Regions from separate parts of the Mus musculus genome. Here region 1 is linked to region 2. The links are chromatin contacts, called in public HiChIP or PLAC-seq maps. All regions are on one chromosome and are shown on one strand. Each heading gives the region's core, a stretch centred on a gene start, on an enhancer-like site or on the middle of the called end of the contact. The rest is flanking DNA. Distances are from core to core; before and after follow the strand shown.

The links. HiChIP or PLAC-seq counts read pairs in DNA pulled down with a chosen protein or histone mark.
Region 1: an H3K27ac HiChIP or PLAC-seq map of the HPC-7 cell line shows a contact between it and region 2, with 5 times the contacts expected there. The contact joins the promoter of C920006O11Rik here to the enhancer-like site in region 2. A contact is called at or near these places in 1 of 15 datasets of contacts at CTCF or cohesin (CD8 T cells), 2 of 484 Hi-C or Micro-C datasets (the HPC-7 cell line and embryonic stem cells), 5 of 115 datasets of contacts at active chromatin or transcription factors (the HPC-7 cell line, embryonic stem cells and memory CD8 T cells) and 3 of 9 other capture datasets (adipose tissue, embryonic stem cells and liver).

Annotation. Positions count from the first base shown.
Region 1 is chr9:78,173,910-78,179,843 of GRCm38.p6, forward strand. It overlaps C920006O11Rik (RIKEN cDNA C920006O11 gene), which reads left to right and starts at 2,005. Exons shown (of 4, transcript NR_040401.1): 1 at 2,005-2,126; 2 at 2,662-2,833; 3 at 3,090-3,184; 4 at 3,916-4,973. It overlaps Rn7sk (RNA, 7SK, nuclear), which reads right to left and starts at 1,724; the gene lies at 1,393-1,724.
Region 2 is chr9:78,081,379-78,087,708 of GRCm38.p6, forward strand. Fbxo9 (f-box protein 9) reads right to left here. Exons shown (of 13, transcript NM_023605.2): 8 at 6,092-6,210; 9 at 5,796-5,886; 10 at 4,897-4,992; 11 at 4,529-4,622; 12 at 3,125-3,276; 13 at 121-710. The coding sequence ends at 602. Among named protein-coding and RNA genes, the nearest start is that of Fbxo9, 24 kb to the right of the region's middle. Within about 2 kb of position 4,538, at least 61 of the 459 cell types and tissues checked have an H3K27ac peak or open chromatin away from gene starts, as enhancers often do. A contact at or near this core is called in the HPC-7 cell line, where this site is marked.

The DNA.
Region 1 (5,934 bases), core at 755-3,254, 90 kb after region 2:
CAGCTCCTCCGGCATCAGATACACATGTGGTGCATATATAAATAAAAATGTTAAAATGCAATAAAAACTAAAAACTAAAAATGATATCGGGGCCTCTTGACAGCCTTGTCCTTGCCAGAAGTGTTAATGAGGGTGCTAATCCCTGATTTTTAGTTAGGGTTACCTTTTGAGGGGGATGGATATTAGTGTGTAGTAATAAACGTGTATTAAGATAAAATTCCTTCTGGTCAAGAGAATAGAACCTGATGAGCTAGTTGGGCCAAGTCAATCACTCAGTGAAAGAACCACTCTAGGGAGTTTACTGTAATTCATGCTAATGAGGCAGAACAATTAGCCTTACAATGAGACATTGTCTTTTCATTTTCAGAATGTCAGTCTACAGGGTCACCAATCTGCCTGCTTTTCTAAATTATACAGAAAAGTGTGATTTCTTCTCTCTTTTCTAATCTAAGCATGCTTCCATAATGCTTGGGCTTCCCCAGCATTTTGGGTCTTCTTACTCTTTCTCTAAAGTTCCCTCTCCCACCATGAAGCCACTTATCCGTGCTAGACTAAATGGGATGACTTTGCTCATTACCTTCTCCATTTTCCTCCTTCAGCAGCTTAAAGTTACAGCCTACCTGTCCTGGGTGTTTGCCTTTTCGAGTGTAATAGCATTTGTCCTAATAACATTTTTTTAAATAAATAAATTTAAGCAGGGACTGGTAAATAGGCTCATGCTCTTATTTCCAGAGTTTGGGAGGCAGGCAGATCTCTAAATTCAATGCTACCCTGGTCTACAGAGAAAGTCCCTGAACAGCTAGGGCCACACAGAGGAAACCTGAAACAAACAAACAAGTAACTAAATAAATGTTTAAAACAAGAGAGAGAGAGAGAGAGAGAGAGAGGAAGGAAGAAGGAAGGAAGGAAGGAAGGAAGGAAGGAAGGAAGGAAGGAAGAAAGAGAGAGGTGGGGTAGAACTGTTCCCAGACAGAATCTTTGTTACGACTGCTTGGAACCTTCACCTGAACTCATATTCTCTCTCTCTCTCTCACACACACACCTTTTAAACATATTTACATCTCTATTTACATCTATTAACATAACAGAATTTTTAAAGATTTAAAAAATTTTTAATTAAAAAAAAATTTTTTTCCTGTCTCTAGCTGCATAGTCGGCCATCAGTGGAAAGAGAGGCCCTTTGGTCGTGCAAACTTTATATGCCTCAGTACAGGGGAATGACAGGGCCAAGAAGTGGGAGTGGGTGGGAAAGCGTGTGGGGGACTTTTGGGATAGGATAGCATTGGAAATGTAAATGAAATAAATACCCAATTAAAAAAATAAAAATATATATTTTTTTTAAGTTAAAGAATAAAATAAAGTTTTAAACGAAAATTAAATTGCAGGAACTACAAAAGAAAGGCAGACTGCCACATGCAGCGCCTCATTTGGATGTGTCTGGAGTCTTGGAAGCTTGACTACCCTACGTTCTCCTACAATGGACCTTGAGAGCTTGTTTGGAGGTTCTAGCAGGGGAGCGCAGCTACTCGTATACCCTTGACCGAAGACCGGTCCTCCTCTATTCGGGGAAGGTCGTCCTCTTCGACCGAGCGCGCAGCTTCGGGAGGGACGCACATGGAGCGGTGAGGGAGGAAGGGGACACCCGCCTAGCCAGCCAGATCAGCCGAATCAACCCTGGCGATCAATGGGGTGACAGATGTCGCAGCCAGATCGCCCTCACATCCGAGAGTAAGCAGGCTCTTGGTAGGTATATAAGGCCATAGAATTTTGTAACTTTACACATGTGGTGACCTTATGTAGCCGACTGTACTTGATATTATAACAAATCCTGAATCCGTTTTAGGGTTAAATAATCCTTTTTATACTCGCTTCGTTCTAAGTTTAAATTAAAATACTTAAATTTAGGATGTTTTTACTGTTAACCAAAATGCTTTGGGGCTATGCAAAATACAACAGTTTGGATTGGTTAAACCTTCCGAAGCCCCGCCCCCGACGGCCATGTCTATTCTACGGCCCGGCTCTGCTCCTGGCCCAGGCGCCCGTGTCCGGTGCGGTCCCATACGAGATGGGTTCTCTGCCTTCGGTGCGTGTCGGCGCCTCTGCCAAGGCGGAGCGGACGGCGAAAGGTAGACCCAGCGCATCTCCAGCTTCACGAGACTCACGCGGCCTTCCGTGGGCCGTAATCGTCTGTCTCCCTCTGTGGCCGAAGTGACACACCGAAGCGAGTAAAAAGCTAATTCCTAGAACAGTGTGATGCACCCGGCCCTCCGTTGGCTTCCCGTGCCCTTTGTAGCTAAATTTGGAAAATCCTGAGTTTCTCAAAGTCCAAGAACTTTATAATGTGCACTGCTAGGCTAATACCTTTACAACGAATGCCCCCCAGCTTCCCTGAATCGGAATGTGAAAGTGACACACTGAAAACCAAGGCTAAGGGTTCTGTCCTTTCTTTCACGTGTTAAAATGGTGGCATCTTTTTAATGCGCGAGGGAAAACGCAACAACAATAATAAAACACTCCTCCCAAATCCTGAACATTCAGTTATGTCCAGAAAATTGGGATGAAGATAGGACTTTGCTTTACCGCTCTGTACTGCGTTCGGGTTTTTTGTTTGTTCGGTTTGTTGTTTGGTTTTTGGTTTAGTTTGGTTCGTTTGTTTTCCAGAAAGGCCGAAAGCCATCGTGACGTCGAGGCACAAGCTCCACTGTCCTAACAGTAGAGGTCGCATGGAGTTCGTGAGACGGGCATTAGCTGCCGCTGGAGCTGTACCCAGCCCACCGTATTTTCACAAATTAGCCAGACAATACGCCTTCTCTTCGCATCACTACTGGTCCGGGTCAGCCATAAGATCCTTCCTGTTAGGGACTTTTCTTTGAACTAAGATGTAATTAACGGGATTCATTACCCCTTTTAAGTTACCCTTGGTTTCTACGAGGGATAACAGGTAATAAGGACAAAGGGAAGTAATGTAAATTTTGTCAGTTTTATTGATTATACACCCTCTAGGTGAATTTTCTGTACCTGCGTTGCACGGTTGGAAGCCTTGTTTCCTGGCCTGCGAGTGCAAGTTTTGCTTTTGTTCTATTCTTCAGCTTCCTGTGGAGATTTTCAGATACAAGCAAACAAAACATTGCATAACTCTGTGTGCAGCCCTTACCCGGATGTGTGCAGCTTTAGGGTGTGCTTGGTATGTCTCCTGCCTCCTCTTGGTTTGTGGGAGTCTTTCCTCCTAACATAGTTTCATATGGGAGTGCCACGATTTGGTATTTATTTCCAACGGGTAAAGGTTATCACACCCACCAAAAAATCTGCAAGGCTTTATCCTCAAAGCAGTCTGTCTCATGCGGAGTTTTTACTAATGTGTCTCGGTGCTGCTCTAAACAAGGTCTGTAGACTTTACACTATGAATAACTTGAGATTTATAAAAATGTTGTAAAGTTGAACCTCAGAGCCCTCAGTCCTCCCGGGTGCTAACGCCTTACATAACCATGATAAACTGAGAAGAAAAGTGTTACTGGTGTGCAAGTAAATGGGCAGCAGACTTAATTATGATTTCAGTGTTTCTACTAAAGTCCTCTTACCAATCCAGTATCCCACAGTGTATCTAGTCATGTTTCCTCAGTTTCCCCAAGGCTAGGATGGTTTCTCAGCCTTTTCCTTGTTTCAACCCCTTGACGTAATTATTGAGACCATCAATGAGGATTCTCTGGGAATAATTCCCGCCTCCCCCACCTTGTCCTTGGCTCTTGAGTCTAGTCCCTTATCTCACAGAAAGTCCTATGCCTTGGATATGCCCGATTTCTACCTTGTGATTGGGGGAACTGTTTGTGTTGGTTTATTTGTGGTTTGGTTGGTTGGTTGGTTGTTGTTGTTGTTGTTGTTTTAACAGGTGTTTCTTTGCTTTTCTCAATGTCACAGCAGGAGGAACAGGATATCCAAATGACCTCCTTGGAAAACAATGGTTAAGGAGCACTGGGACTCTGACAGGACCTGGGTTCTCTCCGACCCCTTTATTCCCCATGCCCACTGCCCCACATGTGTGTACACATGTGCTTCTGCTTGTGAGCACGCAGGAGTTCATTGTAGAGGGCATCTCCCTTACCTGTTGTCTCTCTTTGATTTAAAAAAAAAAAATCTATTCTTACAAACCCCTATATATACATGTTGCCTGACTTAAAGTCAGGTCTGGGTTACTGCCATCAGTCCCAATGTTCACAGAAATGGGAAACGAGAGGGGTGGACCAGTGGGGACAACCTGTAACTTGGACTTCTTAGATCACTCCTGTCCCTCCCAAGACACCTAGGACTCATCGGGTCTAATTTAGTCTAGGAGGTGTGTTTCTAGATGCATCCCTGGAGTACAGTGAATGCAAGCCAAGAAATAATTTTTTCTTCCCAATTTCATGGTCTCATCCTGACCTACAGCAGATAAGTAAGGATGATTCCATTTCTGTATTCTCTCGAGCCCATCCCCCTCTCCCTGCCGTAGAGTCGGGAGTACCCTTTTTTTTTTTTCTTCTCAAGACAGGGTTTCTCTGTATCACCCTGGCTGTCCTGGAACTCACTCTAAAGTACCCTCTTAATTAACCATGCTTAGAGAGGAATAAAAGGACAAGACCAGAGTTTCAGCTACCTTGGATTCTGCACCGACTCAGGATCACAGTCAGTTTGTGTGAGGTCACCAGTTTATACCAAACAGGTTTCAAGGGGCCACGGACAGAACTGTCTTGGTCAGAATCAGCTGAGTCTTGCAGACATGATTCTACTCCAGACCGTTTTGTCTCTAGAAGAGAAACTTGCAAACATTCTGCCTTCCTTTTCTTTTCTTTGGGAAAGTAAATGCTGTGTTAGAAGTTTGGACCAGAATTCTCGGACTTCACCATCTATGGATGCTTCGCTTTTGATGTGTTTGCCTGTTTATAATCTATTTTATTTATTTTGGAAGATTTTCATTAATAAAAAGTAATGAAGACATAGCCTTGGGATTTCTTTTTTCTGGCCCTCAGATCAGATTCTTAGATCACTGGCAAATGAAAAGAGGTTTCCTGTTAGTTTTGTTCGTAACTGTACTCACCGGAACAAAGTCTATACACAGTTTGCCAGTGGGGACGTGTCCCAGCAATACCTACAAGGGTGAGGCGCTTCTCATACAAATCTCAGAATAGACTAATAACAGGGAGGGAACGCCAGCAACCAGAGCAGTCATCATCAGGGTGTGACTGCCGGTTTCAGAAACAATTTCCTTCTTATATTGAATATTTCCCAGACCAGGGGCTTAATGGTTCAACCATTAAGAGCACTGGCTGCTCTTCCAGAGGTCCTGAGTTCAATTCTCAACACCCACATGGCAGCTCACAAATATCTATAATTATAGTACTATGGGATCTGATGCCCTCTTCTGGAGTGCAGAAACAAAACACCCATATACATAAAATGAATAAAAGAAATAAAGAAAATGTCCAGGCCCAAGTTCTGACAACAGGTAAGGAGTACCCTACATATTGTTCTGTCTCCTTTCAAGAAAAATCTATGGAAATTTTTGTGTAATTTGGTAATCTCTGGAAAGACTGATCATAGAATTTTATTTTATATTACTACTACTACTATTGTTGGTTGTTTTGTTTTTGAGACAAAGTCTTACTATGTAGACAAGGTTAGTTTGAGCTCACAGAAATCTGTCTGTTTCTGCCTTCTGAGTGCTAGGATTAAAGTCACATACCACTGTGCCCCACTGAATTTTAAAGTTGAAAAAAGCTTTTAAAAACCACCTTCAGCATTGTGGTATCTTGCGCGCGCTCAACTGGCCAGGAAGAACGACGCTGCTACAGGATCCTTCTGCACACATTTATTCAGTCCTGTTTCTTCTTTCTCCATATATCTCCCTTGTTTATATCTCCCTTGTTTTTATATCTCCCCTGTTTGTATCTCTCCCTCGTT
Region 2 (6,330 bases), core at 3,288-5,787:
AAGGTTTGGAGTCAAAGGTAAAGGCCAGCAATGGCTGACGCAGTGTTCCTGATGCCTCTGTTGGCTATCCCGGGACCATTCATTAAACACTCTCACACTGTTAAAGGCCATCCACACATATTTCCTTGAAAGAAACATTTATTTATGATCTTTATTGAACAGTTTCAAACAAATCCAGAACAGGTTTCACATTTTGAGTATGATGCAAAGCCACTAAGTCATGCGGGAATAAGAACTCTCCAGTGTGCTCCCTGACCTATGTGTGTTGAGGATGCTCAGGCACAAGGCAGTGGATGTGACAGATCTGCTCAGAAACCTGCTTGAAAACATGATTTCAACTCTACATCAACATTTATTACAACAAAAGTGTCCTTAACAACTTCTAATTTCAAAACAAAGTACCCCAGGAATCAACTATCCTTTTAAATAAAAAAAATAATTTATACTCTTCTTAAAGGAATTCCAACAACTTAAAGTAAGCTCCAACTCCATGTATGTATATATGCATGTCTATCTACATGCGTGTGTCTATGTACATATAACTTAGGTGTCCCAGCGCTCTATGCTTCTGCTCATGCAGCAGTGACATGCTGGTGTGGCTCTACAGAGGCCTTTCCGAGAAGGCAGTGTAGCTCCTCACTCTGGCGAACAACAGGGGCGTGTACATCTTGTCAATCTCAAAAGCACTCACTGCAGTCTCACCAGTTGCTCTGGAAACAAAGTGCAAAACACCAGAATGAGAAGTCCCAGTGTACTTAAACTCCCGGCCTGCTTGTACGGTGTGAGTTTAAGGTCTACACAGTGGAGGCAGAGTGAAAAACATTTAAGAACTCCCTTCAGAAACTTTTTTTTTAATTAGGTATTTTCCTCGTTTACATTTTCAATGCTATCCCAAAAGTCCCCCGTACCCACCCCCCCAATCCCTTACCCACCCACTCCCCCTTTTTGGCCCTGGGGTTCCCCTGTACTGGGGCATATAAAGTTTGCAAGTCCAATGGGCCTCTCTTTCCAGTGATGGCCGACTAGGCCATCTTTTGATACTTATGCAGCTAGAGACAAGAGCTCCGGGGTACTGGTTAGTTCATATTGTTCCACCTATAGGGTTGAAGATCCCTTTAGCTCCTTGGGTAATTTCTCTAGCTCCTCCATTGGGGGCCGTGTGATCCATCCAATAGCTGACTGTGATCATCCACTTCTGTGTTTGCTAGGCCCCGGCATAGTCTCATAAGAAAGAGCTATATCTGGGTCCTTTCAGCGAAATCTTGCTAGTGTATGCCAGAAACTCTTTTTATTGGCTGCATAATATTATGATCCCTGCTTATATCATAATTTAACTTAATAATTATTCTTTTGGAAATTTAGGTTGTTTCTGATATTTGACAATTAAAATAATGTGTTATTCGTCAAGAATGTGTTATTCTTCATTATGACTTTCAACATATTCCTAAGAGAATTCCCAATCAGAGACTATAATCTGTAGCCCTTGTTAAACTGTTTTTTTTTTTTTTTTAAAAAACGCCCTATCGGGGCTGGAGAGATGGCTCAGCAGTTAAGAACACTGACTGCTCTTCTGAAGGTCCTGAGTTCAAATCCCAGCAACCACATGGTGGCTCACAACCATCTGTAATGAGGCTAACGCCCTCTTCTGGTGCATCTGAAGACAGCTACAGTGTACTTATGTATAATAATAAATAAATCTTTAAAAAAAAAAAAGGCAGCCAAGTGTGGTGGCACACGCCTTTAATCCCAGCACTCGGGAGGCAGAAGCAGGCAGATTTCTGAGTTCGAGGCCAGCCTGGTCTACAAAGTGAGTTCCGGGACAGCCAGGGCTACACAGAGAAACCCTGTCTCGAAAAACCAAAAAAAAAAAAAAAAAAAAAAAAAAAAAGCCCTATCATTACAAGAGAACTAATGATTTGGTATGGGATCAATAGCAAATGTGTAAGTGTGTGCGGGCTGAGGGGATCACTAATTATCTAATTATGCTACCACAGCTGTATTATACACTCCCGAGGAGACATCAACCAAAGCAGAAAACCACAGTCACCAACAGCTGCAATCTGTACCTGCTCTGGAGCGCTTTCCTTCTAAAAGACAATTCTCACTTCCTACAGGGGCAAGCACAAACTGTGGCTTCCTTCTCCTTCTGGGTTTTACTCTGGACTCACTGCATCAGATCACAAACTAAATGGAGAAGGGAAGGCCTGGGCTGTGAGGACACAGCCGGGCTTGGTAGACGGAGCCTCCACATGAGTACTGAAGTCATCCACACAGTGGAAATGTGATGGAGACCATCACCGCGCAGTCAGGACTGCAGAGCGGATTGGGAGCCTGTTCAAAACCTCCCTCTCAGAACTCTGGATTTGACCTGCGTGGGGAGCCCAGAACACCAGTCTTCCTTCAAGCTCGACACCTGCTAACTGGCAGTCACATGACCAGGTGGTTCCTGTCTCTTCTAAACTCTTTCTTACTTCTGTACTGTTCTTTTTTGATGCTCTTAATTAATTACTAATTAAAAAACCCTACCAAACAGAATTAAGAGCTTTACATAGAGGGCGGTAGCAGGTGGGTGGGCAGGGGAGCACCCTCATGGAAGCAGGGATTGGGGGGAGGTGGGATAGGGGTTTTCGGAGGGGAAACCAGGAGGGGGATGACAAATGTAAATAAACAAAATAACCAATAAAGAAATGTTTAAATAAAGAGCTTTACCTGGGTGTCACCTACCTAATGTATTTGGCTGTGGGCTACACTGAGCACCATTTTAACAGACATAATTTCTATAAGTATAATTTTTAAAATGATTGTATAATTCCCAAAAATGAATCTCCAGCCTAAAGAGACCTCAGCAGCCCTAGGATGGAGCGCCCCCTTTTTTGCGGGGGAGGGGTTAGCATAAAAGTCTACTTCATGCTAGTTTAGGCATTCTTTTTTTTTTTTAAGTTTCTTTTAAAATTGTACATGGTTCTTTTGCCTACACACATGTGTACACCACATGTGTGCCTTGTGCCTATGAAGGTCAGAAGAGTTGTAAGCTAACATGAGGGAGCTGGGAACTGAACCTGGGTCCTCTGGAAAATCAACAAGTGGCCCTAACTGTGGAGCACTCTTCACTGCGTTCACCTACTTGTAAGTGATGTGACAAGAGTGGTGGATCCAGATGAGTTTGTTGAACCTCTGGTGGCCACTGGAGCACAGCTGCAGTCCCACATGGAAGCTGTGATCTGCCTCTTGGACAGGAACACGACGAAAATACCTGTATTTATGGTCAAGTGGCTTCTGTAAAGAAAAGGTTCGTGAGCTAGGATAACCATTAGAGGAATATATAATGTGAGATTCACATTGCAGATAACCTGTTACACATTGCAGGTCACCCTGAGTACCACATGTAAACCTATGAGTGTTCCAAGAAGCGGTAGGTAAAACACCAGGTTTCCTCCCCACCAGCTAGAGTTACCTAGCAGTTTCAGGAATAAAACTTTCTTTCTCCTTTGGTGACTAGGAAGCCTGGAGAGAGGCGTGACAGCTCGCACCTTCAATCCGTGTGCTGCCAAGGACAGGCAGATCCTGGCAGCTTGAGCCTGTAATCTGGCAGAGATAGGCAGATCTCTGGGAATCTGAGGACTCCCATGTCTACACAGCGAGTTCCAGGCCAGTCAGGCTACACAGTCAGACCTTATCTTTTCTTCTATACATTTATATATAAAGTGTAGCGTACAAGTCATGTTTTGCAACAGCAGCAAGACAGTCACAGATGAACAGGTGTGATGGATCTCACTCTGACTGTTCTTTTGCACACTGTGAACACTGTGACTGGCTTCCTTATAGAAGGATACTGACGTGCCACGTGGGAACACGTGGAAAGCACTACAGCATCCCAGGAGCCCATCAGAGGAGGCAGGAAAGCCAGTGCCCTGGTGTCACGACATCACTCACAGATAAAACCCTGCAGCGTCTCACTACCTGACAACAGGAAGGGAGAATGAACCTACGAGCCCCACTACTTATGTGGACAACAGCCTACACTTGCTCTAACCACTGCCCAACTGATGTGGCAGGTATGTACGATGTCTCTGAACCAGGACTAGACAAAGGAATCTAGAGAAAGTTGCAAAAAATATTAGCTCTTCAATCCACCAAGAATTTAGAGCACCATAGACCATGATATATATGTATATATAATCACATTTACTGGGCATTTATTCTTTCTTCACAGAAACAGAAGAGGGAAGCTTTTTTCTGGTAAAATGCTCTCTCTGCAAGTCTCCTGGCAGAAGAGTGGCCTGTACGAGCAGCAGAGACAGTAGCAGCCCCGTTAACAGAGACAGGAGTCGGATGTAGGAGATCCTGGTACTGTATTCCCGTGCGTGAGGACCCTAGGGTGGCTTTCTGGAAGGGCAAACACACTGATGTGCATAAACGTCCAGCTCTTGTGGCAAAACCGTCTGGGGATTGTTTCTCTTTCCTAGCTGAGAATGGGTGGATGGACAGCTGTGGTAAGGGCAGCCCCGGCTCCACAGTGCATACTCACTTCTTCTTTTTTCTTAGTTATTACAGCAAAGACTTTGGTCTGATTGTCTGCATCTTGTGACAAGCGGTAATGACCCAGCAGAATTGCATCCGTTCTAAGAAATAATAAGCACACCTTAAAACAGCCAGTTATACTTATCTGAGCACCTAGAACGCGGCGTCCCAGTGCCCCTTCCCCCACTCGCCCACACACAGCACTGGGATGAGAACGAGCTTGCATAGGCCTTGCAGGACAGGCTTCCCGAGACCCCACCCCAGCCCCCAGCCTCAGGACTGCCTTTTATGACATGCATTATTAAGCCATAAAAGCGCTGTCTTAGGATAAATAAGGAAATGTGGACTAGGTAGAAGGCCATATAGAAACACTACCTGGTGTTCCTGGTTCTTAACCGGGGAACGATGGACGGAGGCTCCTCGGGGGTGGTTAACATCATCACATGGCCATCAGGAAAGAATCTCATGTATCTACATGAGAAGGAACCAGACACCACCACACACAGTACAAAACATGACCTTAGCTTGCAGTCTCTACTTAGCCCCACACACAGTACAAAACATGACCTTAGCTTGCAGTCTCTACACTTAGCCCCACACACAGTACAAAACATGACCTTAGCTTGCAGTCTCTACACTTAGCCCCACACACAGTACAAAACATGACCTTAGCTTGCAGTCTCTACTTAGCCCCACACACAGTACAAAACATGACCTTAGCTTGCGGTCTCTACACTTAGCCGGAGCTGTGAAACCCAGACTGAACCCCATCAGCAAAGCGTGGGTAAGACAGGAAGGCAGCCAGGACCCAGTGGCAGGCTACACGGGAGAGCCTAGCCTGTAACTCCTTGGGGTGTGTTGACCTTTCATTTCACTCACCAAATAAACTTTAAACTTGTCTCTTAGACTAAAGTCTGTGTTTTCCTGGGGCACTAATTAATGCCTGACAAAGCAAGACCCAGTAACTATACACAGTGACAGACACTACCCTACCTATTTCTCAGCTGCATACCCACGTGCTGAACAAAGGCTGGGACAGGCCTTATAGGTCACAGTATAAGGACAGAGGAGAGGGGCTCAGGAGGGCTACTAGGAACTGGAGGGATTATACAACTTATAAATAACCTTTAGGTTTTTGAGTGCGGTTCCTGTCATAATATTAGATTAAAAAATACCGAGGACCGTTTTGTGGATAAATCATGAGCAACAGAAAGCAGATCCAAAACCTAAGACACTTGAGAATTTCCCACTCACGCACTTTACAGCAGCTGTACCTGTAATATTCCACTTGGTGCCACGCCCTGTAGAAACCATCAAGTGACTGCTCTCCCTGGCGAATATACGTGGTTTTACTGATGTACACTCCTACAAAAAACCAGACGTTCCTTTAAAGTCCATAAGTAAAAGTCACGTGACAATCGCATAGCACACCCCGCTCTATTTTTAGTGCTGCTTCCCTCAGTTACGTTCATAGGCACTTAGGTCCATTACAAAAAATGAAAACCACGTTTTATCAAAATTACATTGTAGATTATGATTACTCCTGAGCGCTTGAGTCCGCCCAACTTACCATCAAACCGAACTCGGGGCCGTTCTAGAAACATCTCTCTCCAGGACGCGTATGGAACGAGCTTCATGCAGCTTCTGCCCCACACTTTCAAGCAAGCCAGACGCCAGATTTCAGGGTCTCTAGGTAAGAAAGCACAGCATCAATCAATGTAAAAAGCTAAGTTAAAGTCCTTAGAAGCAAATGAATATTTTGACTATCATGTAGTTCTTTTTAATTCAACAATTATTTGCTGAGTATCT